Linked DNA regions of Mus musculus: all the other regions are linked to region 2. A link is a contact called in public HiCAR-type and Micro-C data. All regions are on one chromosome and are shown on one strand. Each heading gives the region's core, a stretch centred on a gene start, on an enhancer-like site or on the middle of the called end of the contact. The rest is flanking DNA. Distances are from core to core; before and after follow the strand shown.

The links. Hi-C and Micro-C count contacts between places; a contact is called where the count stands out from the background. HiCAR-type assays count read pairs that join an accessible place to other places.
Region 1: a Micro-C map of embryonic stem cells shows a contact between it and region 2, with 4 times the contacts expected there. The contact joins the promoter of Gpr45 here to the promoter of Slc9a2 in region 2. A contact is called at or near these places in 2 of 39 promoter capture datasets (hippocampal neurons and liver) and 1 of 484 Hi-C or Micro-C datasets (embryonic stem cells).
Region 3: a contact with region 2 is called in a HiCAR-type map of astrocytes, with 6 times the contacts expected there. The contact joins the promoter of Mrps9 here to the promoter of Slc9a2 in region 2. A contact is called at or near these places in 4 of 39 promoter capture datasets (the 3T3-L1 cell line, embryonic stem cells, hippocampal neurons and 1 more) and 1 of 115 datasets of contacts at active chromatin or transcription factors (astrocytes).

The regions. Positions count from the first base shown.
Region 1 is chr1:42,951,429-42,954,128 of GRCm38.p6, forward strand. It overlaps Gpr45 (G protein-coupled receptor 45), which reads left to right and starts at 1,444. Exons shown (of 2, transcript NM_053107.4): 1 at 1,444-1,805. It overlaps Gm39633 (a long non-coding RNA gene), which reads right to left and starts at 1,290. Exons shown (of 3, transcript XR_865396.3): 1 at 1,146-1,290.
Region 2 is chr1:40,680,442-40,683,141 of GRCm38.p6, forward strand. Slc9a2 (solute carrier family 9 (sodium/hydrogen exchanger), member 2) reads left to right here and starts at 1,271. Exons shown (of 12, transcript NM_001033289.2): 1 at 1,271-1,724. The coding sequence starts at 1,433.
Region 3 is chr1:42,849,786-42,852,485 of GRCm38.p6, forward strand. Mrps9 (mitochondrial ribosomal protein S9) reads left to right here and starts at 1,448. Exons shown (of 11, transcript NM_023514.4): 1 at 1,448-1,641. The coding sequence starts at 1,507.

The sequences.
Region 1 (2,700 bases), core at 194-2,693, 2.3 Mb after region 2:
ACACTGAGCTTCTGCAAACGAAATGGGGCTGGGCCTCTGTCACCCTCTGAAAACAAGGCCACAAATCGTTTGGAAGAGCAATCTCTCTGGACTCCAATCATTTTGCGTTCCCACGTGGAAGGTTAAGTGCTTACCGCATCTTCTCAACCTTTCTAGGCCAAGCATTCTGCATGCACAAATGCCTCTCAGACAGACTCCATCCACACTCCTAGTTTCTCCCATGAGAAAACAAGGCTCAGAGTTGTCAAGTCATTGGCCTGAGGGCACACAGCTGAAAAGAGGTGAAAGACAGAAAGCCCGATAGTCTGAGACCAGAGTCTTCATCTCGATCTATTTACCTATCTTCTGCATAGCACAGCTCTGCAAGACACTCACCAAAGGGCACCCCTCTGCTTTGCCAACATGAGGCACATAGTAAACCCTCAGATGGCCCGAGTCTGTCCCTAGCATGCTGCCTACCGAGGAACCAATAGGCCATGCATCTTATGCTGTGTGTGGCCCTAGGACTCCAACCCAATCAGTGAGGAATCTGGTTCTCTTAGTAGCTGCCCAGCTTCCCCGTCAAGACTCCAAGGATCAGCAAGGAACACCTCAGCCGACCTCTATGGCTTGTAATCTGCACTTGGGTTCACTGAGGTAAGAACTGAAGCTCTTGGAATTTAAGGCGACATCCTGCTTGTTCTTTTTTTTTTTTTTTTTCCTGGAGGGACAGGCATCAGTCAGTCACATTTGGCAAGGAATTTGGGAGACAGTCGCAGCAATCTGGCCTTTGGTGGATCATTGTTGATTAGCTCATGGTATATAGGTTCCCACCTAAGCCAAACAGCACAAGTGAATGAAGCCTGGGGCCTCAGGGAAGCTCCGACAACTAGAGCCATGTTTTCAACTGGAGTGGATGAAAGATTGGAAAATTCTGGCCTGCCTTGAGGTTGAAGATGGTTTGTTTCACTATTCCCCTTTGACTTCACACACACACACACACACACACACACACACACACACACACACACACACACACACACTGAAAAGTTTTCAGAATATGAAAAAAAATCAAAATCACTCTTGTCACCAAGATGCAAATGACTGAGTCAAGCCATGGAGTTACTTTTCCCAAAGAGTCGCCCATGGGAGACTCAAGATCTCACCTGCCCAATTGTCATCCTTAGTGGTCCGCTAAGTACTAGGGTCCGTGCTAGAGAGGAACAGGTGCCCAACAGGGTGGTTCACAAAGGGCCCCGACCCTCCATCACCTCTCAGCTGGCTCTCCCTCACCAGAGCCTCCGGGCACTTAACCTTCAGGTCTGTTCATCGGAGGAGGTGGATAGGGTTGGCTGGTCTGGGGTAGAGGTCTGTAGGAAAGTGGGCGCGGGTTGCTGGGAGCCGCGCAGTTGAGGCGGGGAGTCTAGCAGGTTCCTAGGGTTGCCCGCAGACGCGGGGGTGGGTGGAGACGATCACGATTGAGTAGGAGCACACAGGCGCACTCACTGCCTTCCTCCTTCCCTTCCTCTTCCTCCCACCCCGCCCCAGGGGGGGCGGTACCCTGGTCCCTAGGGGAGGTCTGCACCCCCGGAGGGTGGCGGCCCCCGAGGAGGGCTGGGGTTGGGACTGCTGCGGCGGGTGGCAGACGCCGCGGGCCCCTCCCCCACGCTCCCTCGCTGCCTCCCCCTGCTCCCTGCCCCTCCTCCTCTCCATCCTCCCCTTCTTCCTCCTGGTCCCCGGCAGCCGCGGCTAGGGGAACAGCCGGCGGCACCGGGGCCGCTCAGCCTTTGTCTCGGGCCGCTGGGCGCATCCGGGCCCAGTGCAGCGTAAGTGACCGGGGCCAGGGCCGGGCCGCGGGGGGCTTGGTGGGGCGGGCCCTGGCGCGGGTGCTGCCTTGCGGGGTGGAGTGCGGCGGAGGGGAGGCCGGGCCGGAGGAGCCTCGGCTGTGATGCTCGGGCGGCGCCAGCGCGGGGGCGCAGAGGGGCGCGTGGCCGGCTCGCGGGGCGCCGCAGCCTCGCGCCCGCGGACGTGCGGCTTGGGTGCAAATCCTGTTTCTCCGGGCAGAGGCCACGCGGGGACGGCGGAGGCTGCGAGGACCTGCAGTCATGGAAAAACGGGAGAGGAGCCGGCCCAGCGTCACCACCGCCACTGTCACCACCATCACCATCACCACCACCATTTCTGATCGTCGCCCATCCCACTACCCCGCCTCATCCCCCATCTCATCTCCCCGTGTACTGCCAACTCTGTCAGACCATTTCCTTTACATCGGGTAATACTTAGACAAGAGATCGCAAGTGAGAGCAGCTGCTGTGGGACGTTCATCCAACAGGCCACTGAGCTGCCTCGGTTTTCCCCATCAGAGAAAGGGGCCTTAGGACGCCTTCCCCAGATTGCCACTGAGGTGGGCTGGGTGTCTGTTTAATCTGGATTTTAGAAGGGACAGAGAGACATGTCATTTGTTAACGATGAAAGTGACACCAGGGTAATGGCTTCATCAAACCAGAGGTTTGCAGTTTGAGAGTTCATCTCTTATCTTTTAAGTATCAAAGTATTAATAGAAAATGAAAACGTAAAGAAATGAAACTTTGACCGAACTGTTCCGAAAAAAAAAAGAAGCAGAAGCAAGTATTTTGTAGGAAATTCACTTCAGCTTGCTAAGGGCAGTTCACTTTGTTTAGAGTGGACAGTGTCCTTTTTTTTTCTTTTTTTCTTTCTTTT
Region 2 (2,700 bases), core at 21-2,520:
TGGTCCCTGCCTTTCCCAGACTCAAAGGTTCCTTGCTTGCCTCTATTCAGATGGCCTCCGACGACTGACATCTCACAGATTCTGTTAGACCTTTCTGTGTCAGACTGAGGGGTGTATAAACAAGAGCCGGAACCCTGTGGGAAAGATAAGAATTTTTATTTTATACGTTTAGGGGAAACCGTGTGGGTTAACTGGGAGGCAGATGGTTTGGTTTCGGTTCCTTTCAGTTTCTCACCGTGAGGACACCGGGACAGTGGGATCGCAGGCAGGGCACCTGGCAATGCCCCTGCGGAAGGTCGGGCTCGGGAGAAGGGCCAGTTGGCGCTGGGAGAATCCCGCTTTTCCAAACCGCAGTCCATCCTGTAATTAGCCGAACAAGTCCGTCTAAGCTAGGCAAATCACTGGTTTTCCACGAAATAGTTATGTTTCTGATGCCCTCAGACAGATTCACCTCGAAGCCTAAAAACAGAGACTTTTTCGTCCCCAAAGCTGGGGGAGGGAAGAAAAGTGGAGTGCACACTGTTACAAGGAGTGGAAAAGCGGAAAGACAAGGGTTCTGGGAGAGCGTGGGAGCGCTGAGTTCTCAACCGGGAGTTTCGGTGCGCAGAGAACAGGCTGTGTTCAAGGTGCTTTGCTCTTCCTTCTCATCTTTCCGAGGCCCCGAGAGGCTCCCCTCGGTGAGTCGGTCTCTGCAGACCCAGCAGTGGCGAAGGCTCCCCAGTTCCTCCGCGCCCGGCGTCGCCTCCCTGCCTGAGCCCGCGGCGCCTCCTCGCGTGCCAGCGCCCCGGGGTGTCTCCTTGCAGGAGCCTGCGGGGGGAGGGGGCAGGGCGCGACGCGTGGGTCGCGTCGGTCCCAGCCCTGATGGACGGCCGACGCTGCCTCCGGGGCGGGGACAGCTCAGGCCACCGTGCGCACCGAGCACCTAGTGCACCCACAGCTCCCGGGCTCCCAAGAACAGCGGCTCTTGGTCCGCGGGCGGGCTAGAGAGCGGCGCGACCTTCGCCCCCGCGTCGACTGTGGGTTGCGGCAGGTGCGCGTCGCACCGGGTCTCCGCGTCCTCCCGCCCCGCCACCGGGGCGCCGCGCCCGCCCCGCCCCGCCCCCGTCCCCGTCCCCGCCCGCCCTCGGGCCGCCCCGGGCAGGGCCTGTAGCTGCCAGGCATGGGAGGGCGGCCGGCGGCGGAGGGCGGCTGAGCAAGGCTGAGCGCGGCCGAGGGACCGCGCAGTGGCCTCCTGTCGCTGCGCGCTCCCCTCCGGGCCCTGCGAGGTTCACACCCACCGAACTGGTTGGCGACAGGGCCCCGACCCCGTGGAGGCGGTGGTGTGGTACTCTCGCAGTCCCGTTGAGTTAGTAGTGCTGTCCCTCCCGCGATGCTCTGAGGGAACCCAGATCCTACACCAGCGTCCTCTGCTGCGCTCATAGCTGCCGACCCCATGGGCCCCCGGGGCACCGCGCACAGCGTGCGGGCGCCACTGTCTTGGCTGCTGCTGCTGCTGCTGTCTCTGCAGGTGGCAGTGCCGGCGGGCGCGCTGGCCGAGACCCTGCTGGACGCACCCAGGGCCAGGGGTGCCAGCTCCAACCCGCCAAGTCCTGCCAGTGTGGTGGCCCCGGGAACGACGCCGTTCGAGGAAAGTCGGTTGCCCGTGTTCACCCTGGATTACCCCCACGTGCAAATCCCTTTCGAGATCACTTTGTGGATCCTACTGGCCTCCTTGGCCAAGATTGGTAAGGAACTGTACCCGTGGGTGGGGGCGGGGACGATCAGACTGGGGATCCTGGTGGGTGACTCGCCAAGTAGGCAAGTAGTTGGTCTCAGATAGTGGCCAGCTCCTCCTGCACCAAGGCAGCCTTGGACGGACAGATTAGCTCCTGTGGTTGAAAGATCTCCTGTTCTTAATCCGACGCTGGCCTTGGAAAGCCGGGAAAGACTGGCCCATAGCATAGAGACCCACTGTGAACTTCTGCTTTGAGCGTCAAGTTTGACAGGTCTGTGCCAAAGTTGAGGGAGACTTGCTTGCTAACTGAGGCAGGGCTTAGCTAGATTGTATATCATCTACAAGTAGAGAGGAGAGTGGAAGTGGGCAAGATCTTGGATGGGAGAGGGTGCGTTGGCAGAACACAGACCCTCCTCATGTCCCTGTCTGATGAGGTGCTTAAATTGGGACTGTGGACACCTAAATGCTTGCCACTACAACACCAGTGCCCTGTTCTTTCTCTCTGGGCTCTCTGGGCTCCTTCCTCTCTAGAAAGCCTTTTCTTCTTTAGAGGTAACTGGAGCCAGGGAGACCAGCTATTAACAAATAATTAACCCATCCCCAAGCTCAGCCCGTTTTCTCATCTGTTAACCTGATCACTCCATCATAACGCCCGCTCACCATTTTACTCTGTATGCAGTATTAAAGCACATTCGCTATCGCTGTACTGTTCAAAATGTATGAGGTCAGAAGAACGCGGTGTTTTCTATGCTTTTGCATTCACCTTGTGGGATGCAGCTTTCCATACATCTCAGCCTTTCTTAGGGAACCTTTCTGATGATCAGGGTGAGGCATCGATGGTTACAACACAGGAAATACTCCTCGGCAAACACAATATGGCTGGGGATAGATGCAGGGGTCACATCCTGGCCTGACTTATACAGACTGTTTTCAAGGATGACTAAAGTCTGGTCAGTGTGAGCTGTTCACCGGAAACAGCATTCTAG
Region 3 (2,700 bases), core at 198-2,697, 2.2 Mb after region 2:
ATGGGCTGGAGGGGAGGAAGTAAGGAGGGCTGCAGAGGGAGGGAAGGTGGGTGATCTACCAGGGTCTGTTTAGTCCCCTGGGAATGGGATCAGAGAGTGAGAAGAGGCCACAGCAGTTCTGCTACAGATAAGACTAGAGGATTGGATTTGGAGAGATAGAGGGAGAGGTAAAGATCTGGAGTTAGCCTACCTGCTTTTCTGGCCAGCACTGCCTCGCCTCTAACTTATTCTTCTTCTCCAAATACTAGTCCTGGACTTCTGCCACTGAATGAAGAGATTTTCACTAATGTAAAGGAAACAAACAAAGGGGAAAATAATGATTTCCCCCCTTTACTACAAGCATCCTATTTGGAGGGGTTTTTTTTCTTCTATTTTTCTGAAGCTATGCAATTTCTATTTCCCTAGAGCTGTTTTATGAGGTGATAACTGTACGATGCCAGCACTTACTTCATAACTTAAAAAACAGATTTCTAATTTACATGTATAAATATTTTGCTTGTATGTATATGTGTCTGTACATCACAGACATGGTTGATCCCCTTGAAATTCAGAGAAGGTGTCAGATTGTTTAGAGCTGTAATTATAGATAGATAGGTAGATAGATAGATAGATAGATAGATGTGATAGATAGATAGATAGATAGATGTGATAGATGTGATAGATGTGATAGATAGATAGATAGATAGATAGATAGATAGATAGATAGATAGATAGATGTGATTTTCCACAAGAGTTCTGGGGACCAAACCCAGGTCCTCTGAAAGAACATAGAGTGTTTTTAACTTCTCAGCCTCTTACTCGGTCACCTTGATCTCGTTTTCTGAGTATGTTTTAAACTTCTAATGATAATTTCAACATTATCAAATTATTCAATGATAATTTTCAACATTGGAAAACCCTTTAAGAGTGATTTATTCAACCACTTGTATCTGGTAGAGATAACCCTAGACTTAGGGTTAGGAAGTTCAAGTTTCAGAAGGCAAAGACAGTTCCTGTGTCTGCAGCCACTCTTAATGGCTTTAAGGCTCAGAGGCAATCAGGGAGAGCCATGAAGTTGAGCAGGGAGGTGCTTTTCCTCAGCCTGTGGGTCAGACAGCTAAGAGTCAACACAATGTGTTGGAAGCCAGAATGGTTAGTTGCTGGAAGAAGAATGTCTTGAAACAGATCTTTAAAACGGGCAAGTTCAAGGGGGAGCAGAAGGCCCTTGCGGGAAGGCAAGCGGACAGGAAAGCCAGCTTGGATTGTTGGAGTGAGAATAAGACTGTGGAAGGCTTGTCTGAGCGTGGGTACCAGGAACTCAGCTAGGACTACAGCTGCTAGTAAGCCGAAAGCCATGTGCAAGGCAACCTGCTGCCGCGCACCCAATCAGCGGCGAGGGGCTGGACTACAGAACTCCGCCCCTAGTTGCAATTGCTAAGGAAGCGCTTCCGCCTGGGAGGTCTGCGCCTGCGCAGTCTCCAGGCTCCACCCCTTTCCCCTCCCGCCAGGATGTTTCTTACGGCCAACATGGCCGCCCCCTGTGTGTCCTGCGGCCGAGTGCTTTCCCTTTGGTTCACTCCCGCTGTTAGAGCTAGCCTCTGCCAGAGGCCCGGGTACTGGACAGCCTCGGCGGTTGGCTGGCAGACAGGGACCAGGTTCCAGGTAAGGTCCTGGGAGCTGGAGCTGGCGGTCCGTGTGGTAGGGTGACGTGAAGCCGGCCCACCTTCCAGGGCTGCCAGAGCCCTCAAGGTAGAGGTCGGAGGTCACGCTTGGGGATCGGGGAATCGGCCGCGGACGGATCCTCTGCAGCCTCTCCCTGGGCTTTGAGGAGCAAAGGGTTCGGCAGATGGAGTTGGGTGGCTGCCTGGGTCTTGTGATTCGTCCCGGGGAGAAGGGGAGCCGAACTCTGCGCGACCCGGAAGATGTCCTGGGCAGAGTCAGTCTGTGGAGCGAACTGAGACTTTTTACAAGTGCTCTGCGTTTGCGGAATTTCAGTTTTTGTAATTTTCCCGAAACTTGTGTGTGTGTGTGTGTGTGTGTGTGTGTGTGTGTGTGTGTGTGTGACATTAGGAGAGCAGAATTTGACCGCTTCGCTCAATTCCGGGGTCGGTGTGAAGCTGGGATTTCTAGCTTGAGTCTTTGCTTGTCGCCCGTTTAATGTGGCTCATTAAAAGTGGGAGAAAACGAGCTTCGGCTGTAATTGCACTTAAAGTGTCTGTGGCATATTCTACCGGAGATTTCCAGTAGTCCTTTCGGTGGGTGTGCCCGTGACACAGGAGGAGACCTAACTTTGAAGTCCTGTTACCTTGCAGGTTCTAATGGAAACCCAGGGAATAGCGCGCAGATGGTGTCCTGCAAGAGTAGGCAGATGAACAGGCCGAAAGAGAGGTCTCAAGAGATTGAGAACACGCGGTCAAACAAGTGGGGGTTGGAAAACAGAACAGTTTGAGTAGAAAGAGTACGAAATGTTGGAAAAGCAGTACTACCACCAGATATTGCCGAGAAGTTAAACGCTGGATCTTAGAACTGTTTTACAAAATGACTGGCCACCTTTTTCTGTTATTTGATGTTGTAACATAAACCAATTTGTCCATTGATCTGTTAAACATCTGGGTTTCTTGGTTTTGAAAATTGGAAAATGTGTTGGACATTTTTATTTCTTCTATACATCTCTTTGAGACACATAATTGCATATGAGAGGAACTGTAGCATACAAAATAT